Linked DNA regions of Zea mays: region 1 is linked to region 2. The links are chromatin contacts, called in public Hi-C maps. All regions are on one chromosome and are shown on one strand. Each heading gives the region's core, a stretch centred on a gene start, on an enhancer-like site or on the middle of the called end of the contact. The rest is flanking DNA. Distances are from core to core; before and after follow the strand shown. Region 1 holds the start of LOC100383907. Region 2 holds the start of LOC100272837.

Evidence for each region. A called contact is a pair of places that touch in the nucleus more often than the background predicts.
Region 1: a Hi-C map of leaf shows a contact between it and region 2, with 4 times the contacts expected there. The contact joins the promoter of LOC100383907 here to the promoter of LOC100272837 in region 2. A contact is called at or near these places in 2 of 25 Hi-C or Micro-C datasets (leaf and tassel).

Annotation. Positions count from the first base shown.
Region 1 is chr7:35,624,483-35,629,890 of Zm-B73-REFERENCE-NAM-5.0, reverse strand. It overlaps LOC100383907, which reads right to left and starts at 2,984. Exons shown (of 9, transcript NM_001362227.1): 1 at 2,892-2,984; 2 at 1,715-1,900; 3 at 1,468-1,585; 4 at 791-1,360; 5 at 600-698; 6 at 260-529; 7 at 1-162. The coding sequence starts at 1,881.
Region 2 is chr7:35,457,968-35,463,519 of Zm-B73-REFERENCE-NAM-5.0, reverse strand. It overlaps LOC100272837, which reads left to right and starts at 2,285. Exons shown (of 2, transcript NM_001147290.1): 1 at 2,285-3,199; 2 at 3,297-4,033. The coding sequence starts at 3,568. The coding sequence ends at 3,858.

The DNA of each region.
Region 1 (5,408 bases), core at 1,735-4,234, 170 kb before region 2:
TCTGGAGACCTGGCTGGAGTGCAGGACAGCGAGGAACTCGCACTGCCTCTGCAGCGACGCGAGCCAACGGTGCGCGCCGAGAGCCTTCCCAGAGCGGAACAGTGGCCTGAACATCGTTGGCACGGTGGTCTCGTCGTACTCCGCGTGGACAACCCATGTGACCTGCGATGCCGTGGCGGCCCAGAAGAATTTCAGAGCTTCAAGGTCTCAGCATCACATACAGTTCAGGTCTCAAGTCAACTACTGTACCGTACCGTACCTTGCAGTAGCCATTGCGCATGTCCTCAACGAGGCAGCCGGACGGCAGCAGCCTGCAGCCCGTGTACCATGCCGGCACAAGAGTGACGCCGTTTGCAGCGGCAGCGGCGGCGGCGGCGTCAGCGACGCGGCTGCCTGGCGGTCCAAGGATGCCGTCCACGGACACGTCCATCACCGCCCACCGCCCCTCCGCCACCCGCTTGGTGTACCTCAAGAAGTTGATGCTGCGGTTGAGCAGACGCGGCGAATGCACCTGCAGCTCCGCGTTCATCTGCGAGTGCTCCACAATGTCAACAACCAATGGGATAGGAGTACACCGCTGGCTAAGAAACAAAACTCACCAGCTGAATATGCGAGCCGAAAACGCCGCCGGAGATGGCTGCGTCCCTCCTGGCGGTCACACTCGCCACGACGCTGGGGAACATCTCGGACCAGCGCCTCTGATGGACAAACACAAGCACCATATTTTAGGTTTTCGATTGGTGCAGGAATGGAATGGACCGGAGAAGACGTGCGTGCACGTACTACGTACCGCGTCTGTAAGCGTGGCGACGAGGTAGGTGGCAGAGGCTCTGACGACGCCAGTGGCCCTGGAGGCCTCCATGACGAACTCGTCCGGGCAGAGCCCGTGGTGCACCGGGAGTGCTTTCTTGTGCTTGTACCCCAGCTGGTAGTTGAGCGCCTCCCCGTCGGGGGTGGTGGGCAGCCACAGCGGCTCCCCCTTGGTGGCGAGCAGCAGGAACTGGTCCATGGCGGCCTCCGCGTGGCCGCGGAGCCGAGCGGCGCGGTCGGCCACGGGGCGGGCGACGGAGCTGGAGGAGACGACGACTGCCGCTGCTGCTGGGCCTGGGGGCGCCGGCGCCGAGAGCAGGATCTGGTTGAGCAGCGCGGTGGCGCGCGCGTACTCGCCCCTGAGCCGCGCGTTCTCCGCCACCAGGCGCCTGCTCTCCGGCGGCAGCTCGGCGGGCGCCGCCGCCGTCGTCGCGCCGCCGCATGCGAGGCAGGACCCGGTCAGTATGGCGTGCCGGAGCGACGCGTTCTCGGCCATCAGCGCGGCGTTCTCCTGCTGGACCACCCTGTTGTTCTGCGCCAGGGCCTTCGCCTGCATGCACGAAGAAACTCGTGACTGCCAATTCGTTGTACACATTTGGTCGTGCATGCATGGAAAACGTGGTGCTTGTGTGTGACTGGTGACGGTGGTGATCTGACCTGCGTCTGGGAGCGTTGGTTCTGGAACCAGTACTGCACCTGCCTGCCCTCCAGGCCAATCTTTGCGCCGAGCGCGCGGCGTGTCGGCGCATCTGGGTGGTCACACCGTTGGTATGCACTGCACAGCACAGCACAGCACAGGATACTGTAGATGTAAGCGTAGTACTCAAGCATTTTTTTAAAAAAAATCCAGAGTAAACCATGAAGGCATTAATCGATTAATTCTTTCTCGGTTCTACTGTATTACGCTCTGAGTTCCCGAATCTGCTCCAGGGTGTGGCGCTTCTGGCGTTTGGACGCCGTCTCGGGCTCTGGAGTGTAGTCCTCGTCGTCGTTGTAGTCCTCCTCCTCATCATCAGTGTAATCAGTGTCCTCGTCGGTATAATCATTGGCCTGCTGCTCTTCTTTCTCCATGGGTTACCTTGTAGTAGTACTAGTAGAAGATTAAAAGGTGTAATCAATGCTTCTTCGGTTACCGACTAGTAGGAGGTAACGGGTTCAAATAAATGGGAACCGTCGATTTTCTTTCTATTTTATGAATTAGTTCAAATTGTAAATAAAGACAGAAAGAAAGACCGTTAAACAAGTGATGTCATAAACACGTCCTGGTAACCGTGACTTTAGGTTATACATGTCTCGTGACAACATATCGTGTAAAATAGGGGATTTACACTGTTTACAGAGTGAAGTTTGAAATAAGGGATGAGATATAAAAGACACGGGAGACAATTATATGTGTACATGACATTGTTATCAAACTATGGTTTTCTATAATATTAGTTAGCACGGTTACAAGATGCTCACATTATATGCATGATAAACAACTCATATGAATTTTTAAAAAAAATACATAAGCCTAACATGCCAGCTAATATAGGAGGTACACAGCTCCTAACATGACAGCTAATATAGGAGGTACACAGCTAACACCCAAGCGTTACACACACAGAAAAGTTAACATGTCATATCCTTCCCGTTCTCAACTCATTTTTCACTTTAGAGCCCGTTCGTTTTGATTTCAATCCATGTTGATTGCACAGGATTGAATGTATTTAAATCTCTAGTAAGTCAAAATTATTACTAACTTTTTTAATGTCATCCAATCCATATAGAATAGGAATAACTGCACGAGGCCTTACTATGATAGAGCAGGCCAAAACGAGGGGTTATTTTCCGGCTCGATCTCAATGGCTTCCTCTTGCCTAGAGTGGCCACTTATGCGTTAGAGGGTTGGGGAAAGCCTCAATCGGTGTAGGCTACTACGTTTGTACTAGTAGGTTAGGGTTCAATTTATCACATATTAACTGTAGAGAATTATAACCACGCGATGTAGTTAAACAAACATCCCATGGTTATTTTACAATGCCACAGAAAAGTCTAACTTAAAAACACAAATTAAAATGTGAAAGGTGGTCAATAGATACCTTTGAGGTAAGCCTTCGTTCCCTTTGCCGAAACCAAGAAGAGAAAACTATCGGAGTATGGCTCTTGAAAATTAGAATAGTAGCGGTGCGACGAGCAAGTGCTCTGGGGATGAAAAATGATACGGGTGCCTACGCGTATTTAACGACGTTTATGGCCATGTAAATTACTAAACTGCCCATAAAAAGTTCAAACTCTAAATATAGTTGTATATTAATACAATACAATATAATATCTAGAAGCTATCAGTTACTAATTGATATAGTACTATATGCATACTACTAAAAAAGATACATTAATTTCATTGAATAATATAGATATCATCACATATGGAATTTATATCTTTATGTGGTTTATTATGGCATGCTTCATTCTTGGTTGTCATAACTAGCACTATTTCACAACTTCTTATATGATTCACCAGGAGTTATAGTTTCTTTTGGCAATGCTTAACTCTATCCAAAAAATAATGGTGCATATTTATCTTAAGCACCACCAAGAAGAGATATACAACATTAGTATAGTAGGTTTATTAAAACCTCCTTCTATCTGCTCATTTGAGATAATTCGCATTGGTGTCTTCTAAGTACTATGGAATGTGACATTGTCTATTTTTAGAAATGCCCTAAGGATTTTAGAAATTTGACCCACTATCTAACTTGTCATCTCTAAATAGTTATCATGTTTGGGTATTTTATTACTAGTTACTTGATGTAAATTGAAATTCAACATGGAGGTAAAATTTGATAACCTCACCATTTTACAGAAACCCCCTTGAAGCTTCATAGAGAGCCAACTATAGTGGCGTAACCCCACCCTAGCGTTGGCAGCTCAACATCCAGTGTCTTCTCTTCTCTTCTTTCTTAGGATCAATAAAATGAATGGACACATACTATATTGGTGGCAAATGGGAAGATAGCTTGTCACTATTCGAAGGGCTTGCAACAACAATCTTGTCCTTGGAGAGTTGACGATCAAATGTCAAAGGATTATTTTTTGTCAAAAAAGGAAAACACAATAGCATATTTAAAAAACCTTAGGCAATTTGGTGTGCTGGCGTAGAAGATCACAATGATGGTGGAAGCCTTAGGCCGCTCAACCACAACAATGAGCTTCATAAAGATCATATGCCTAAGATAACATCTTTTAGTTCTAGCCATTTAGATGACAACATAATCTTAGGGCTAACATCTATGCTAAAGATATGTTATAATGGGACCTAGCCATGCAAGGTTAAAAGTTTGATCAACATTTGAGTTAAAACAAAGAAGAAATTATCTCGATTAGGCCCATTATATATTATATAATGGAGTCATATGTAAATGGGCCAGGAAGATAGTGACCAATAGATGATACGATGAAAAGAGGAATCACCCAACAAATCATTTGATGCACATCAAAGAGCTAGCATAGTTGAAGAAACTAGCAGATCAAGGCTAACAAGAAGATCTTGTGTCCTGAAGTTCATGTAAACAAGCCAACACGTCAAAGTCTATTATAGATGATTAGTACAAATTTAATGCTAATGCTTCCACAAAAATCATGTGGATATAAGCATTACTATTAGAACTTGGAATTGATGCTCCTAGAGCGCCTAAAACTATGGTTGCCTTTCTACCAATCTAGTTTTTCATGCTTATCCAAACATATAGATGTGTGTATAGGCAATAATACCAGGATACATAAAAGTACCAGAAAGAGAGTTAGGAGGGAGCATGGCGCAAGTTGGTGGCCTTGTTGAACTTGGGCATGAGTGGGAGCTAGTATGTGAGCGGTTATAATGGTTTGGTTGTAGTGTGCACATTACCCTACACCCTCTTGCTACTCATCAATTGATGAACAAAGACAAGGAAAGGATTACAACCTCAAACACTAGTTAGCATGAAGATCTTATAGATCCCCTCACCTCATGGTTGTGGTGGCATTTCTAGCCTAATTGTCCTAATCCACCTTTAAGCCTACATACTGAGAGAACTCTTCGTGTGATGAACCCTATCTGAGCCCCCAAAAACGCTGCTCCATCCCTCCTTTATATAGTGCAAGGGAAGACAAAGGTTAAATGAACCTTAGATTTCACTGGCTAAGATCCAACTACCTTGATTTTATTAGGTTCATGGGGTTGTACCAGGGCCCTTCCCCTACTCGAGGCACAATGTCACAAGGGTCATGTTGTTCAATATGATGAAGTTGGTACTCAGTGTAGCCTTTTGTGCTAGATAATAATTCATGGTACACTCCATGGGTGCATGCATACAACATAGTGACCTCGAGCATAGTAATATGTTATAACAGGATCAATGCACATACATCATAGTAATATCGAACACCCTACATTCTAAGTCATGGTAACAACATGCTTATTAGGCCTATAATGTTGCCCATCACACATTTAATGTGTTGTACCTAAGATTTATCAATTAAGCTAGTGATACGAACCTGTCCTTAGGCCTTTATATGTGGAGTCCATCTCCTAGGGTCATACTATCCATGGTGGGCCTATACACATCCTTCTAGCATAA
Region 2 (5,552 bases), core at 1,036-3,535:
TATGCTAAGTATCATAAATATCATTTTTTCATGCACGGTTTTCCAAGTTTCGAGTGACCTGCAGTTCAAATTTGAATTTTCCGAAGAAATTCAAATAAACGAACTAAATCTACTAACGATTGAATCTCTGTTATAATTGTCCACAAATGATACATGTAGGTCTACATAGTGTAGGAACATACCACAAAAAGTTTGGGAGACAAAATCAAAAAAATAAAAATATACTTTGCCGAGTGTCTAGAGATGACACTCGGCAAAGAGTTCTTTACCGAGTGCTAGATGTGTGACACTCGGCAAAGAATCCTCTTTGCCGAGTGCCAGCCGCTGGCTCTCGGCAAAGACTGACGGCCGTCAGCTTTGGGACGGCCGTTGACGGCCCTTTGCCGAGAGCCACCTGTGCCGAGTGTTTGACACTCGGCAAATCAGTCTTTGCCGAGTGTCTTTCTGTACCGAGTGTCCAGCACTCGGTAAAGAGCCTCGTTGCCGAGCGTCTGGTTTTACCGAGTGCAGCACTCGGCAAATCCTTCTTTGCCGAGTGCCCGACAAAAGGCACTTGGCAAAGATTTCAACACTCGGCAAAGCCTTGGATTCCGGTAGTGTGTTCAAGTATTTATGAGCAAGAAAGATATGTTATATATACTATATAAGAATAATGGCCTATTTTAAGTCCTAGACCTCCAATTTGTCAGGACGACCAGCACCGACAAAAATGAAGGTGAAACTCTTCTAGCTAAACTGCTTAATAAGTCCTAGCTTTAGCTTTACTAGTGAAACTGATCTACCGTAGATCAAAGTAAATGCAAGATTTAAATTCACCTTTTTAATATCTACGAAACTATTCCAAACATGCTCCTAGTAAGAGCACTAGCTAGCACCGCGCCCGATGTGGTATGGGCCGGGGCGAGCGCGCGTACGTGACCGCTGGCACATCGTATTTTATAATTGGACGACCGCCGCCGCAGGGAGACAAATCATGAATGAATGAATAATACTCCACTCCGTCCTACCTTCACCGAGAGGAGAGAAAAAGCTCGCCCAAGGGCGGCGGCTCCGCCGTCGACGTCGTCGTCTGCGACTGTATATATGGCCGTACAAGCCGGCGGGCGGAGGCGACGCATCGTCGCGGAACCTTCTTGTCGTGGATCGGCCGGCCGGCGGGGCGAGGCGACGCACGCATCGCGGAACCTTCTTGCCGTCTGCGTGTGCTCCAGGTCCAGGAGGAGAGATCGACCTGTCTCTGTCTTTGTTTCATATTTATATATTTTAGTATATAGTTTTATATGTTATCTGTCTGCTGCTGCGTACGTGCTGCAGCCAGTAGTGACTTGGTTTTGTATATGCGTATTACTGATGACGGAAATAGATATGCAGGTTCGTCTCTGATGCTCACTGCGTAATCTTCTTCTCATTATTGTGTTTGCTGCTGATACTACTACTGCTAGTATGGTTAGGTTGTTTATATACTCCGTCTGAAGAAGACTAATTCCGATCGAGGATTTCGCTACGCATGCAGTGAACAACTGAACATAATCATCGATCGCATAACTTATTATTATATGATGCTAGCTAATAATAATAACGGTTACTCCTCGTAAGTAGATAGCGACAGCGGCAGCAGAGAGGTTGATCCGGATAGCCGGGATGATGAAAGAGACAACTCAGTCGCAAGTGGAAGTGCCTAGCTTTGTCTTGTGTGCGACTAAAGACAAGTGGCAGGGTCTCTCCTTCAGATTTTTTTCTATAAATAAACACCGAGGATAGATTGGTCATTTCCAACAGGGGGTTTTACTTTCACACATGTAGTATCCTTCATGTAGTAGTTTCCAATGTTGGTGAAGAAATAGAAGTAATCACATACGTCTAGAAAAAACCCTTAATAATATATATACTTTTTATTTTATATACTTTAATTTGGGAGCTTGAAAATACCGGTGAATAAAGGTACATGTTGCAAACTGGTTTCAACCCAAAAAAAACTACATATCTCACTAGTTCATATTTGCTGCTATATGTATAGATCTCCCGTAGATTTCTATATATAAAGTGCTCAAAAATTATTAAGTGTTGTGGCTTTTTAGGCTGCGTTTGGTAGCGCTTTTTCAGCTCCGCTCCAAAGTAGAATCAATTCTCGGATGCCAAACGGTCAAAAAACCAGACGCTTCACCGAAGGAGCGGATCGAATCGCGTCCAATAATTGTACTGGCACATGGGAGCGAAAAAAACATGCTCTACCGGCTCTCTCACCCGCTCGGGAATCCAGCCACAAGCCTAACCTGCCTTTTGTCCAAGCTATGACCATTAGGGTTGGAGGCGGCGCGGCGGCGCCAGGCTACCAGCCGCCGGAGTTCGCCACGCACGTTGCCTGACCCGATGGAGATCTAGGTCGTCGACGTGTGGAGATCTAGGCCCTCGCTCCTACTGCCTAGGACGCTGGAGATCCAGGCCACCGCCCCTTCCGTCCGAAACACCAAAGCTCCCAAGCCCCTTCCGTCCACTACTACGCCACCTCTTCGTCTCCGATCTTCCAGTGTGCAAGGTGAAGTTGCATTCCTCTCTCCCTCTAATCTGTAGTCGATCGAGACGAGGACGCAAGTGTTTTTCTTTCGGCTCTAGCTCCTGCAGTGTCTATTGGTTTCTTGATTTGAAAATCATTTTTAAGAAAATCCTTGCACATGAGTATAGTAGCTGTGAAAATCCAAAGCTCACACGTCTAGCCCAGCAGCACCGTTTCTAGAAATGTTCTACACGAAAAATTAAATAAAATCACAAGTCGAGAAGCTCATCATCAATCTATGCTTGCTGGTTTATACCTGTTGTTTTCCATGATAGAAGAGCTAGCACTTCGATTTATCTTTTCTTTATTATTCATGGTTGTGGCAATTACAACACCATGAAGGAGGATAATGCGTACTAGTGCGATGAAAATGTTAAGATAGCTTGTGAAATATTTGCTGAGGAAGTAAGAGCAAAGAACAAATCAGGTTCTCATTTAAACAAGCTTGGGTACAACAATGTAATGCTCAAGTTCAAAGAGAGGACAGGGAAAACTTACAACAAGCTACAGTTCAAAAATAAATGGGACAAGCTGAAAAAAGATTATAGTAATTGGAAACAATTGGGAAAAGATACAGGATGTGGTTGGGACCCTAACAAGAAGTTGTATGTTGCTCCAGATTGGTGGTGGAAGAAGGCAAACATAGTAAGTTATTGTCCAATTATTTTATGTCCATGCTTACTTTTAGCACATATTGTGTATACCTGACATTTGCTTCTACTATGACTACAACAATTTAAAGGCATTAGCAAGTTTAAAGACAAGTCACTCCAAAATGCAAAAGAATTGAGTGTCATGTTTGAAGATCTTCGGAACACCGGTGATGATCATTGGGCCCAACCAGTGGTGAGCTACCCTAAGACACTGAAGCACAAATACAAGATGCCATCAACATTGAAGATGAAAATGCTAGTGATTGTGGGGAAGACACACCATCTAGTTCCACATCCAAGAGACGTTGTGTGGTTGTGACAGATAAAGGTAAAAAACCAAAGACTACGGGAGGACAATGGATGCAAGACCAGATGTCTAAACTTGTTGAATTGAATAAACAGACAACAACATCTTGTGAGTTTATGGTCCTGGCAAGAACACAAGAGACACCTGACTCTTCCATAAAAGATGTTATGCAATTGGTGAAGGCATGTGGTGCTATAGCTGGCAGCAAAGATCACTTCATTGCAACTCAAGTCTTTACCAAAAATAGTGAAAGAGAAATGTTCTTGACTTCGGATACACCCGAGGAGCGCTTTCAGTGGTTATCAATGAAGTATGAATGGATGACAATGAACAAGAAGGGCTAGTTAGAGCTACTTTGTTATGCATTTATCATGTCGTTTGTTGTTTTTACCTTACCAATCTTATCTGTTATTTCCTCATTTGTATTAACTGATCAGACCATTGCTATGGGCTGCTAGTATTTGTTTATGAAAATTATGGTACTTGTGATGCTATTTTATAATATTGGGAAATTGTCATAATTTGGCCCCGTGTTTGGTGATATACAAATGTCTTCTTCATCTAAAAGTGATGTTGATGACAGCTCTTCAGAAGAGGATGAAATGTTTGATGTGAGGGTCATGCAACTGATGAGACAGAATCAAACAATATTTGTCTTACAGCAAACCTCATGTGCAATTATTTCTTTACCTACTTTGACAAGAATGAGCCAAGGACTTCACAACTGCTTGGATTTGGTTGGGTCATAGAAGCATTGGTGACTCCAGGAGAAAGTCATAGGATGTTTAGAATGGATGCATCTCTATTTTATCAGCTACATGACATTTTGGTTAATGAGTATGGACTAACCTCTTCTATGCATATGAACTCGATGGAATCATTAGCTATATTTCTTGTTACGTGTGGACATTCTTGGTCAAACACTGCTCTTCAGAATAAATTCAAACATTCCGGGGAAACAATTAGTAGAAAATTTATGGAAGTTCTCTGTTGTGTGGTGGGCATGTCCAACCAATATATAAGGCGTAAAGATTCAAACTTTCGTAATGTGCACAATAGGATAATAAATGATCCAAGGATGTGGCCACACTTTAAAGAATGTATTGGAGCCATTGATGGGACTCATATTTGTGCAAATCCACCTCCACAAGATTTTCTTAGGTACCAAGGAAGATCTGGTAATGCAACACAAAATGTGATGGCAGTTGTTGATTTTGACATGCGTCACCTTTACGTCTATTGGTCAACCTGGTTCCATGCATGATACAAGTGTTCTCTATAATGCTCTACAAATAGATGAAGATATCTTCCCACATCCACCTCTGGGTAATTGCATCTTCTACCTTTATTATTTATCTCATACTTTAGAAACTATGTTGATGTTTTAAATCTTTTAGGGAAATATTATGTTGTTGATGCTGGATATCCGAATAGACCTGGATACTTATCACCATATAAAGGTCAAAGGTACCACGTTCTAGAGTGGAGAAGAGGCCCAACTCCTAGTGGCGAGCAAGAGATGTTCAACCATTTGCACTCAAGTCCTCGAAATGTTGTTGAGCGTGTATTTGGTGTATGGAAGATGAAATGGAGAATTCTTCTAAACATGCCAAAATATCCAATGGTAAAGCAAAAGATGATTGTTGCAGCTACCATGTGTCTCCACAACTTTATTCATCAACATCATGCATGACAAGGATTTTGAGAGATGTGACCGAGACCAAGATTATGTGCCCACTATACCAGCAAGGTATAGGAAGCAAGCCCTTTCTCAAAGTTCATCGGTTACCACATCACATGCTAATGGCAGGACAATGGACAGATTCCGTGATGATCTTGCTCTTGCTATTAGTTCATCTAGGGCATAAGCTTAAGGATATTTGGATTTTATTTTAGCCTCCTTTTGGGCATGTGGTTGTATTTTGTTGGACCTTAATGAACAATAATGGATGCATCATGCCCCGTTGTTCCCTTTCGATCTTCAATAGTATCTAGAAATTTTCTTCTGCTTGCTTTTGTCTAGCGCAATGGGAAAATA